2 separate regions of the Mus musculus genome follow, and region 2 is linked to region 1. A link is a contact called in public Hi-C data. All regions are on one chromosome and are shown on one strand. Each heading gives the region's core, a stretch centred on a gene start, on an enhancer-like site or on the middle of the called end of the contact. The rest is flanking DNA. Distances are from core to core; before and after follow the strand shown. Region 1 overlaps Opcml (opioid binding protein/cell adhesion molecule-like). Region 2 has its middle 11 kb from the start of Gm15521.

Evidence for each region. Hi-C and Micro-C count contacts between places; a contact is called where the count stands out from the background.
Region 2: a contact with region 1 is called in a Hi-C map of rod photoreceptor, with 6 times the contacts expected there. The contact joins two enhancer-like sites. A contact is called at or near these places in 1 of 484 Hi-C or Micro-C datasets (rod photoreceptor) and 1 of 9 other capture datasets (embryonic stem cells).

The regions. Positions count from the first base shown.
Region 1 is chr9:28,592,729-28,597,539 of GRCm38.p6, reverse strand. The region is part of intron 2 of Opcml (opioid binding protein/cell adhesion molecule-like); the gene reads right to left. Among named protein-coding and RNA genes, the nearest start is that of Gm39313, 200 kb to the right of the region's middle. Within about 2 kb of position 2,744, at least 3 of the 459 cell types and tissues checked have an H3K27ac peak or open chromatin away from gene starts, as enhancers often do. A contact at or near this core is called in rod photoreceptor, where this site is marked.
Region 2 is chr9:29,641,163-29,645,973 of GRCm38.p6, reverse strand. It overlaps a transcript of Ntm not described here. Among named protein-coding and RNA genes, the nearest start is that of Gm15521, 11 kb to the right of the region's middle. Within about 2 kb of position 2,498, at least 4 of the 459 cell types and tissues checked have an H3K27ac peak or open chromatin away from gene starts, as enhancers often do. A contact at or near this core is called in rod photoreceptor, where this site is marked.

The DNA of each region.
Region 1 (4,811 bases), core at 1,495-3,994:
TCAAGAATAAGACATGAGTTGGTCAAGCATGTAGCTTTCCATATCTCTCTACATTCTTCAGAACAGAGAACATACACTGAAGTCATGGCTTTATGTTGTGTTCCCCTCTCATTGTCACATTTAAATTTCCCATAATTAATTGCATTGGGACCAAAGTGTCTATATTCTTTTTTATTTTGCAACAAATGCAGCTCCCTCTTAAGAGCAAGAGAATATGAGAAGACCGTTCTCCTAGACAACAGGTCTTTTCAACACACTGCATCACGTGCAAGGCATTACACTTTGAATCACATGTACCTGCTCAGATAACCTCATGCTGAGACCCTTGGAGTTAGCATCTGCTCTCAGCTCCAAAGCCTCATTTGTCCATTCTGCCCAGCATTAGTAGTCACTGCAATTTTAAAAGTAATATGGCTTGTGTGGAGGAAGTAGAACAGATGTAAAAGATTTGGTAACAGAAAATTTGTCCTTTTGTTGCTGTTCCTTTACTGATATGGGGCAAGTCACTTGCCCTTGATGTGCCAGCTCAGCACTTCTGGCCCATTGCTCCTGACCCATCTTTTATTCACTTTCCTACCCAGGAACTGTGGCTGGAGCTTTCAGCACTCACCAATGTCCATCTTCACTACCTTTGTTTTTGTATCCAGTGGCCAATTTCAGTTTCTTAAACTGCTCCATACTAATATTTTCAGGATTCAGCCTTTTTTTTTGATAATTGTGTTTTGGCTCATTCTAAATGTCAATGGTACCCCTACCCATGAAAGGAGGCAGCCTGACTACTATGAGCATTGGTAGAAAGTGATCAATAGGAATCCCAAAGCTAACTGTTATGTTGACTTCGTCTGACTGTTACTGAGACAGCAATAAGCACCTAGGAAGGGTTTACATGAGCACCAAGTAGTCTGATCTTCATTGACCAACAGTCAGCCAACATAGAGCTGTAGATCACACACAAGATTCTACTTTGAAACACAGAGGAGTTAAAGAACTGGAGACAATAAACAAACACTGACAAATGATTACAATACAGATTCAGTAAATGAATACAGAGGCAGAAAATATAAAATGGAAGATTCCCCAGCAATTAATAACTACAGGTACTCACATAAGACTACAGTAGTGGAACTAAGTTTGAATGAATATTCATGATTGTTCACTGAAGTCAATGGGCCTAGTGAATATTCAATGCAAGGAAAAGCAGACAGTACCTTTTGGAGTCACACCACACGAGGAAAAATACTCAGAACCATTGCGTACATGTGTGTCTGTTTACCAATTGCTTTCCTCATCTGAACCCCTCCCAAACTCTACCACACAATATAGCTCCCCTTTGAGTATTTGTGGGTTCTTCTTTTTCCCACCATTTTCTTGCCTTTTAACCCCTAATGATAGAAGAGGAAACAGTACAGAAAAGACAAAAGGCAAAGTTATCTTTAGACTACTTCCTACTGATTAAGGGCAGTGAGTTTCTTGGAGCAAGTTTGGTCTTCACTGTCCAGATGTCTATTCCTTCTCCTTTCTTCTTCTTTGCACAGAGCTACTTAACAAAACTTGACCAACAACAACCAATAACAAAAAAACAATAACCAATAACCCACCCTGCCTCTCAGGGCCCTAGCATTTATATATCATCTGGAAAGTCCCAGAATTCCCTGCATCACACAATCACAGAAAATATCTGCAACTAGCAAAATCATGGACCTAATAGAGCACAAGGCAAATCATAGTCAACTGCTGTGGACGACATGAAGCAGCCCAATATCCCACATCTTGCGTTAAAATGAAAACATTTTCTTATAATATTTCTGTGGGTTTTTTTTTTAAGAAACCAAAATTCCAAAGTTGTCACTACAGTACAGAGTGGCACCCATGGCATTTGAGTTTAATGATTTCAGATTTACTTACCAAAAAAATAAAATAAAAAAGGCAACTGGGGATGAGACCTGCAGCATCAAGATCCTTTATGCCAAAGCCTCGGGACCTGTGGTCCAGCATGCCAAACACCTCATCCCAAGAACCCAATGAGAGTTCACTGATGAGGCCATGCTTCATAAAACCCATCAGTACAAGTCTTTGATGGAGATGAATTATAGTTTGTATGCGATTAAAATATTGTTAATGATCAGATGGAGGTACTTGAGGCTCTGATAAGGCGAACTTTGAAAATGAGATGCTCCCAGAACCTCTGAAGTCTTAAGCACTTGTCAGTTCATGTATTTAAAAAGCACATTAGTTCTAGCCAGTATCCATATAACCTTTCTCCTCTCTCTTGCTCTGTTTCCCTAGCAACCATTTAAAAGTGATGCAAAAGGCCGTGCTGTCTCTAAGAAAGCACAGAAAAGAAAAGGACAATGGTCTTATGCTCTCTCTCTCTCTCTCTCTCTCTCTCTCTCTCTCTCTCTCTCTCACTCTCTCTCTCCCCCCCTTTCTCTTTTTCTTGAGGATTTTTCTCCATCTTCCCAACCACTTCCTCAGCAATGAAGGTTTCAGCATCTCTGAGCCATCGCACTTGAATGTGCAACTGTGGGTAATTAAGGAGGAAGGTGTCATGCTAGGTAGAAGCAGCTTCTATGAGATTGTGGTTAGACTTTCAGGGTCAGCGAGGGGGGCTAGAGACTGCAGTGGAACTGTACTTAGTAGAGAAATGCAGCAACAGAAGCTTTCATGAGGATCTTCCTGCCTTCAAACCTGGGATCCAAGCAGACATACTCAAAGGACAGGGATACTGGCAGCCATCAGATGCTCAAGTAAATCTCCACAGAGGTGACAGTTAAGTAGGCCAAGGGTAGAGCCAAATCCTCCTCAGCAGCAGTGGCCAATACCTTTTTATTTCCTCTGCCTCCCCAACCTCCTCCAGAGAGAATATACATATATAGGGGGGGGGGAGGCAGGGGGGGAGGCAGGGGAGGGAGGCTGAGGGAGAGAGAGAGAGAGAGAGAGAGAGAGAGAGAGAGAGAGAGAGAGAGAGAGAGAGAGATTTCTTGTCTTGCCAGCCATAGCCTCCCAGACTCCAGGAAGCATACAAGGAGAAAATGGTGTTGTACAGGACTCCCCATCACGTTCAGGACAAAGCCTGAGCAAACAAAGGGCAGACCTGGGGCCTCTCCTTCACCTTTCTTGAAGAGTCTGTTTAAGAACCTTTGTAAAGAAAGCAAGCTCAAGTGTGAGGCATGACCCACATGCCAGGGACCATGTTAAAGGTCCCACACATGTGATCTCTTTTAATCTCCTGCACACTTTTGTGACTAGAGGGGTTCTCATTACCTTTTGTGTTTCCCACTCTCCCACCTTCTTTCTATCTTTCAGAAGCTGGTATTTGTTCAGGGTCCAGCAGAGCCTTAGATCTGGGGTTCAAACCCAAGTGTCTGTAAAGTATAAAAGGTCTTTTCCCCCCCTAGGAGGCTGTGTTGCTGCCCTGTGTGGCCTATCAAGGCCCAAATACATGGAGCAAGCCAGAGGTCAGGATCAGGGTTCCTAGGAAGAATATATCCAATAAGCCTCTTGTTATCCACCCCAGTAATATGATCCCTAAAAGCCCCTGTTCTAGAGTTTAACTGTATCCTGACTGATGCTGCTGCAATGATGGAGCAGCTCACAATTAGAGCGGATTCAAGGGTTTGTATTGAGGTCTCTCAACAATCTTCATACTCCAAAAGCAATGACACAAGCTTCAGATAATGGACTACATTTAAAAGACAAAAGCAAAGCCTTGGGTGATGAGTTGCTCCACCATCCACTGATTGGCTGGCTTTGAACAAGTTCTGAGCCTTGCTTCCCTATTCATGGGATGGTAGCAACAGAAAGACCTGCATCAAATGGCTAGGGTGATTAAACAAAATAATGTAAGCAATGTTCAGGTTAGAACCTAATTAGGATCATTACTAGGTCATGGCACAATTTAATGTTGTTGAAATGGAAACGTGAAATATGTCTAGGCTTCAAAGTTCCATGGTTTAGAACATGGAGCAAAGGAGGAAGTGAAGATAAATGGGAAAAACTGAGCAAGAAGGATGTTGGTGTTTGAGGCAGGAAAGAAGCCAGTATAGTTTAGGAACTGAAGGACTCATGGAAAAAGGTATAACCTGGAAATGATGTGTGTTTATGTAAGTCAGTTTGGTCAAGGAAGTATGAGAGGGTCTTTTGGGACTACGACAACAGACAAAGAGCTGTAGGAGGGAGATGGGCCTGATTCTTGAAAGCTTTAACAGTGGAATTTATTTTAGTAGAAAAGGCCATAGACTGTAGCAATTTGTCACTTTGTCAAATAGGATGCCAACACACAGCATTTTTGGTTACTCAAGCACTCTGAGGAAAAATAGTCCCAGCAGAGAAAACAGTGGGTCCTGAGGAGAGCCCAGGAAAAATGCGATTCTCTTTCTCAAACCAGAAGACCTTCTTCAATCCTCCGCCATCCTGCAAGTGAGGGCATGCCTTTCACCTCAGAAAAGGCAATGCCACCTCAGAAAACAGGTGTCTGAAGAGAAGCTGAAGTCATGCGAGATAAAAAGATAACCAGGTCACTCTCACTGATCTAGAGCTAAAGGATGTTAGCACCACCGTCAAGACAAACTCATCCTCTGAGGTAGATTTCCAACAGGTTAATGAGTGTGTGTGTGTGTGTGTGTGTGTGTGTGTGTGTGTCTGTCTGTCTGTCTGTCTGTCTGTCTGTCTGTCTGTCTCTGTGTGTGGTAACACTGTGCTCTTTTATTAATTTAAGGAAATATAATAGGTTTAGCAAGCACATTCTTACAAGACTTAGCATCATCATACTACAGCAAATGAAGAGACCCTGGCCATCTTGAGAGATTGTT
Region 2 (4,811 bases), core at 1,249-3,748, 1.0 Mb before region 1:
TTGACCTTTCTCGGGGAGTTCCCTTGAGCCTGGCCTTTCAGGGGTGTCAGAGGTAGATAGGAGGAACTGAACAGGAATCAGGGAGCTCAGAGGTCCACAGCCTGGGTCAGCAAGGCTGAGGGGCACGGGGATATTCAGAGGATCACTTTCTGTGTTCTCAGTTGTGCTGTCTCAATGAGAGATGGAGAGAAAAAAATTTCTCCTGCTGAAAAATGTCACCTTCAACCTGACACTGGAGCCAGAGCATTTACAAATCTGCCTGTCACCCCGACAGCCTGACAGATAGCAACCTTAGCCGGGACTGAGTTAAATCGCCACTATACGTCTTGCAAAAAGTTTGCTCTCTTAAGATTTTTATCATGGAGACAGGTTAAGGGATGAGGGGCATGGCTCCCAACAGGAAGGATACTGGGGCTGTGCGCCTGTCTTCCCCGGAGCCCTGGCAGCTGCAGGATTATCTATTACCTGAGGGGAGGTGACAGAAGAAAATTACCCAGCCCCAGCCCCATCTGTTGCTGAACACCGTTTATTTCACCTTCACTAATTCACTCGACGTGCCGCTTTCCCTTTGTCTCCGTGTCACCCACCCAAATCTTACATGTCTACGCTCCCGTGTTGCCAGCTGGACATCGCAGCTGTGGGAACAAAGCCTTTGGGTCCCTCCAGTGAGCTGCAGCCCCTCTTGGGTGTCTCCTCTCCTCTCTGAATTGTCATTTCTCCCATAACTGATTAGGGACCGAAGGCAAGACGGGAGAAGCTAGGATGATTGCTTTTACAGCTCGGCTCTGCAGGTAGAGCACATTTCTGTGTTTGGCTTCGTCTCCAGGGACGCGCCTCTCTTAGGAAGAGGTGGGAGAGTATTAATGAAAGATAGCAGACCTGTGTTGCTGTGAGAGCAGCTGTAGACACTGGGCTCACTCTCTGGCATTCATATTATCCTCAGGTGCTTGGTCATTGGTCACCGCCCAACTTCCGGTTTCTCATACTGAGAGTAGATCCACCGCCTGCCCTCATCTCAGCTCCTGGGACTCGTGTAATGATTAAATGAGATAGTATTGCATTTCAGTGAATAATGCAGCAGCCGGCTCATCGAAAGAGAGAATAAAAATATCTTTCTGGTGGCTTGCTTATAATAAATCTATTATGATCGCTCACGGGAGTCACTGTTATCATTGAGCAAATAAAAGCGATCGCGATTACCTTTCCCCCTTGGAGCAGCTGCCATTTTTCAAGGTCTTGGCTACCTAGGATTCTCATACAACATTTATTGAGTTGGTTCTCTATTTTAGCACAGCACCTTGTCTTAGAACTGAGAGATTTGCAAACCGCAAATGAAGTGCGATTTCTGGGTCAGGGAGCACATGGTCTGGTGGGGAAGCCCGCTGCAGAGTAGAAAGCCGGGGCCTTAGGCCTGTGCTGAAAATGGACTAGGAGAGGGAGTTGTCGCACAAGGTCCTCAATGAAAAAAATGACGTGAGCTGGGTTGTACGCTTCTATGAGGAAAGAGCCTTCGGTGGGGAGAAGCCGGGAACTCATTGAATACACATAGCAAGACAGTGGGAGGAAGCCTAGGAGAACTGCAGAGCCCAGAGACCTCCGGAGAGCTGGGGGGCCTCAGGAAGGCTACAGGATCGAAAGCAGCCTGGCCAATCCACCCAAGGACACAGGCAGGGCTCAGAGTGAAGGATGTGGTCAGAGGAGACTTCACAGACGATCATATTTTATTTTGTGCCAAGGACCCAGAGATTCCCTGGAGGACAGTGAAAATCATTAAAGGGTTTTAAGCAAGAATGATAGGATCAACTCCGCTGAGACGATAGCTCAGGGCTGGATGGGACGTGCATAGAGAAACAAGGCCAGTTGACAATAGAGAGGTCCAGAGCCTTAGGGGAGGAAGAGAAAGACAAATTTTATTTTTCTTGGTTTGCGGGCAATTAGCTCCCAGGCCCAGCTCCCTACAGATACCAACGTCCTCGGATGCTCAAGTTTCATATCTGAATAAGTATCCGTGCATATAATTTAAATCAGTGGTTCATGACCTTTTCCCAGGAGTGGCATATCAGATGTCTTGTGTATCAGAGATTTACATTACAATTCATAATCGTATCAAAATTACAGTTATGGAGTAGCAACAAAAATAATTCCATGATTGGGAGTCAACAGAACATGTAGAAGTGTAGTAAAGGGTCACAGCATCAGGAGGGTTGAAAAACACTGCTCTAAATCAGCCCTGTTTTACTTAAAATACGCAGCGCAAAATAATCGTTATGTACTTAAGCTATTTTGTTTACAGAATAACGACGTGGGGAAATACACATGTTCCGTGTTGATATAATTTTTGATATACTTTCAAACTGTGGCCACATGAAGTCACATACTCTGAGCTCATGAATCCAGGGGGAAGGTTATACCTGACGATAAACTTGCTTAGTGCTGAGAGCAAGGGGGCGGGGGCGGGGGAACACCCAGACTAGAGCCAGCCTGGCGCAGTCATGAAATTGCAAGCGGTCGCCACCAGAGGGCAGTAAGAGAAGAGCTGAGATCAGTTCCACCAGACAAGTGGAAGGCAGAACGGCTGATTTAAAAAAATGCAGGCTCTTAATCTGACGCCCCCTAAAAACTGTTCTCAGCCATAGTTAGTCCAAGGATTTTAGTGGTATCCCTCACATGCCACCAATAAAACTCTCTATAGCAAGATCTGTGCTGGGCTTCCATAAGAAGTTTTATCTAGGCTGGCCACTCATGTGTGGTTTAGTGGCTATGTTATTGTAGTTGCCTTGTGAGGAAGTGCTGGAGATCGAAGAGACAGCTCAGTAAGACTTTGTGAAATATGGCTTTATAAGAAACCTTTTGTGCACATGTGTGCCCAGTCTACCATCTCACCGTAGGCAGCACCATGGAAATGCAGTTCACAGGAGTTAGGTGCCTTGCCACATGATGACTGAGTTGGCATTGGTGCATGAGCAAGAGATCTTTTGACTATTGCTCACCAAACCGTCTCCATCTCCCTTGTACTTTAAAGTGGGGCGTTCATCCCACGGGCAGCAAATCTGGGAATATTGAGTGTGTATGGGAAGCCAGGCTTGTACTTATTTATAGAACCACAGAGGCCAGCACAAACCCCAGGTCAGATGTAGAACACAAAAGCGCTGGTGGTAACTGAGGTGTTTGCATGGGTGTGGACCTCTTGACCCTTCAGATGCCCTCACAAGTTTGACTGTTATCCCAATTGCAAATGAGGAAGCCCTTTCAGACAGGTTGGCTCCCTCCCTCCTCACAGCTGCAAAGCTGCTTCCCAGGACCTTACTGCCCCACTCCTGCCCTGAGGTCAGTGGGAGCCATGATATATGTGCTCAGTGCAACAGGAGGGTTGAAGTTCATGAGAAACGCTGAATTGTGTCCCAGAGACATCAACCTCAAATTGATCCGATAAGAGACTAGTTTTTCCAACAGAAAAATCTTGTTGATACAATAAAGTCTGTGATATTCCAGAGCCAAGGCGATGGCAGCTTCCCTGGGGACAGTGACTATTTGGGACAAAAAGAAACCATTGGCCTCAGAGGGACAGACAAATAGCTTGAGCTATAAGAACTGTTGTGACAATGTCTCCGGCCCCTGCTCGCTTCAGGCAAATGAGAATGACACACTGGAGTTTCATCCACTCAGGAGAGAGGAATGGAAGCCCGGAGCAACTGGGGAAAACAGGGTGCAAACTCAGTTATTTTGAATGGAGGTCTCCTAGCTTCCTAAATTATCATTGCCTGGAAGATAACACTGTACCAACAGGGTTCCAGGCTGCTCTCTAAGGAAGCAAGCATGCTAAATTAATACCAGACTTCCATTCACTCCACATGCTTGGATCCCAGTGTAACATTGTGCTTCTGTTTGGCATATGAATGTGGATGCTTTCAGTCATCTGTATACATTGGTTTCTCTTTTTTCCTATAGAATTAGACCCCAGCCAATTTGACCCTTGCCCTCCACTCAGCTTCTTGGAGCCTTGTTCTCCCGTGTGATAAATGATATCTTCTCCTTACCTGACAGCTTTGAGAATGGAAAGGATTGGTACCAATGATAGCAATTAGCTCCCATGGTGGCACACGTTAGAGCCAAGTAAATAGTGTATTTTCTTTCCTCTTGCTTCACCTTCGTGTGGCAAACAGGTACGCTGACACGAGCACACACACGGTAAATCACCAACTTGGCCAATAAATCTATGCTAAGTCAGAGTTAACTTAGAAAATCAACACGGCACAGAGGCTTTTAGAGGGCTGACATTCCTCAGGTTATGGAAAACAATAATAATAAATCTCAAGGAATGTCACCTTGCCCCTGGCACTGAAGACAAGAAGCTGAAAACCTTAGTGGAATAGCCTTGAGGATGTGGAGCGCACGGCCGGGAGGGGCAGCTCTTAGAGGAGCTGAGCTAGGGCAGGTGAACGTGTGTGAAGCTGTCAGGCCCCATGCTGGCCTGGCTAATTCCTCAGATTTCACTGTGGAGAGAAGCTCTCAGGGAAGATGGCAGCAGACATGATAGATACAGAGATCAACAGCTTTGAAAGTTTAGAATAAGCTAGAAAATATAGCCAATCAGCCCAGAACCAGGCAGACATTGCTTCTTCAGGCCTCTCACCACGGGTGTGTGGCTGATGCTGGGTTACTATGGCTGCATCCAAATGCCACTCTAGATGGTTTTTGCATATTGGCTGTTACTAAGATTTTCATGCTTATTTCTGAAAGTCATTATTTATTCTTCATCTCATTGAATATGATTACTCAACTCCCTTTGGAAAGAACCCAGTGGGCTTGTG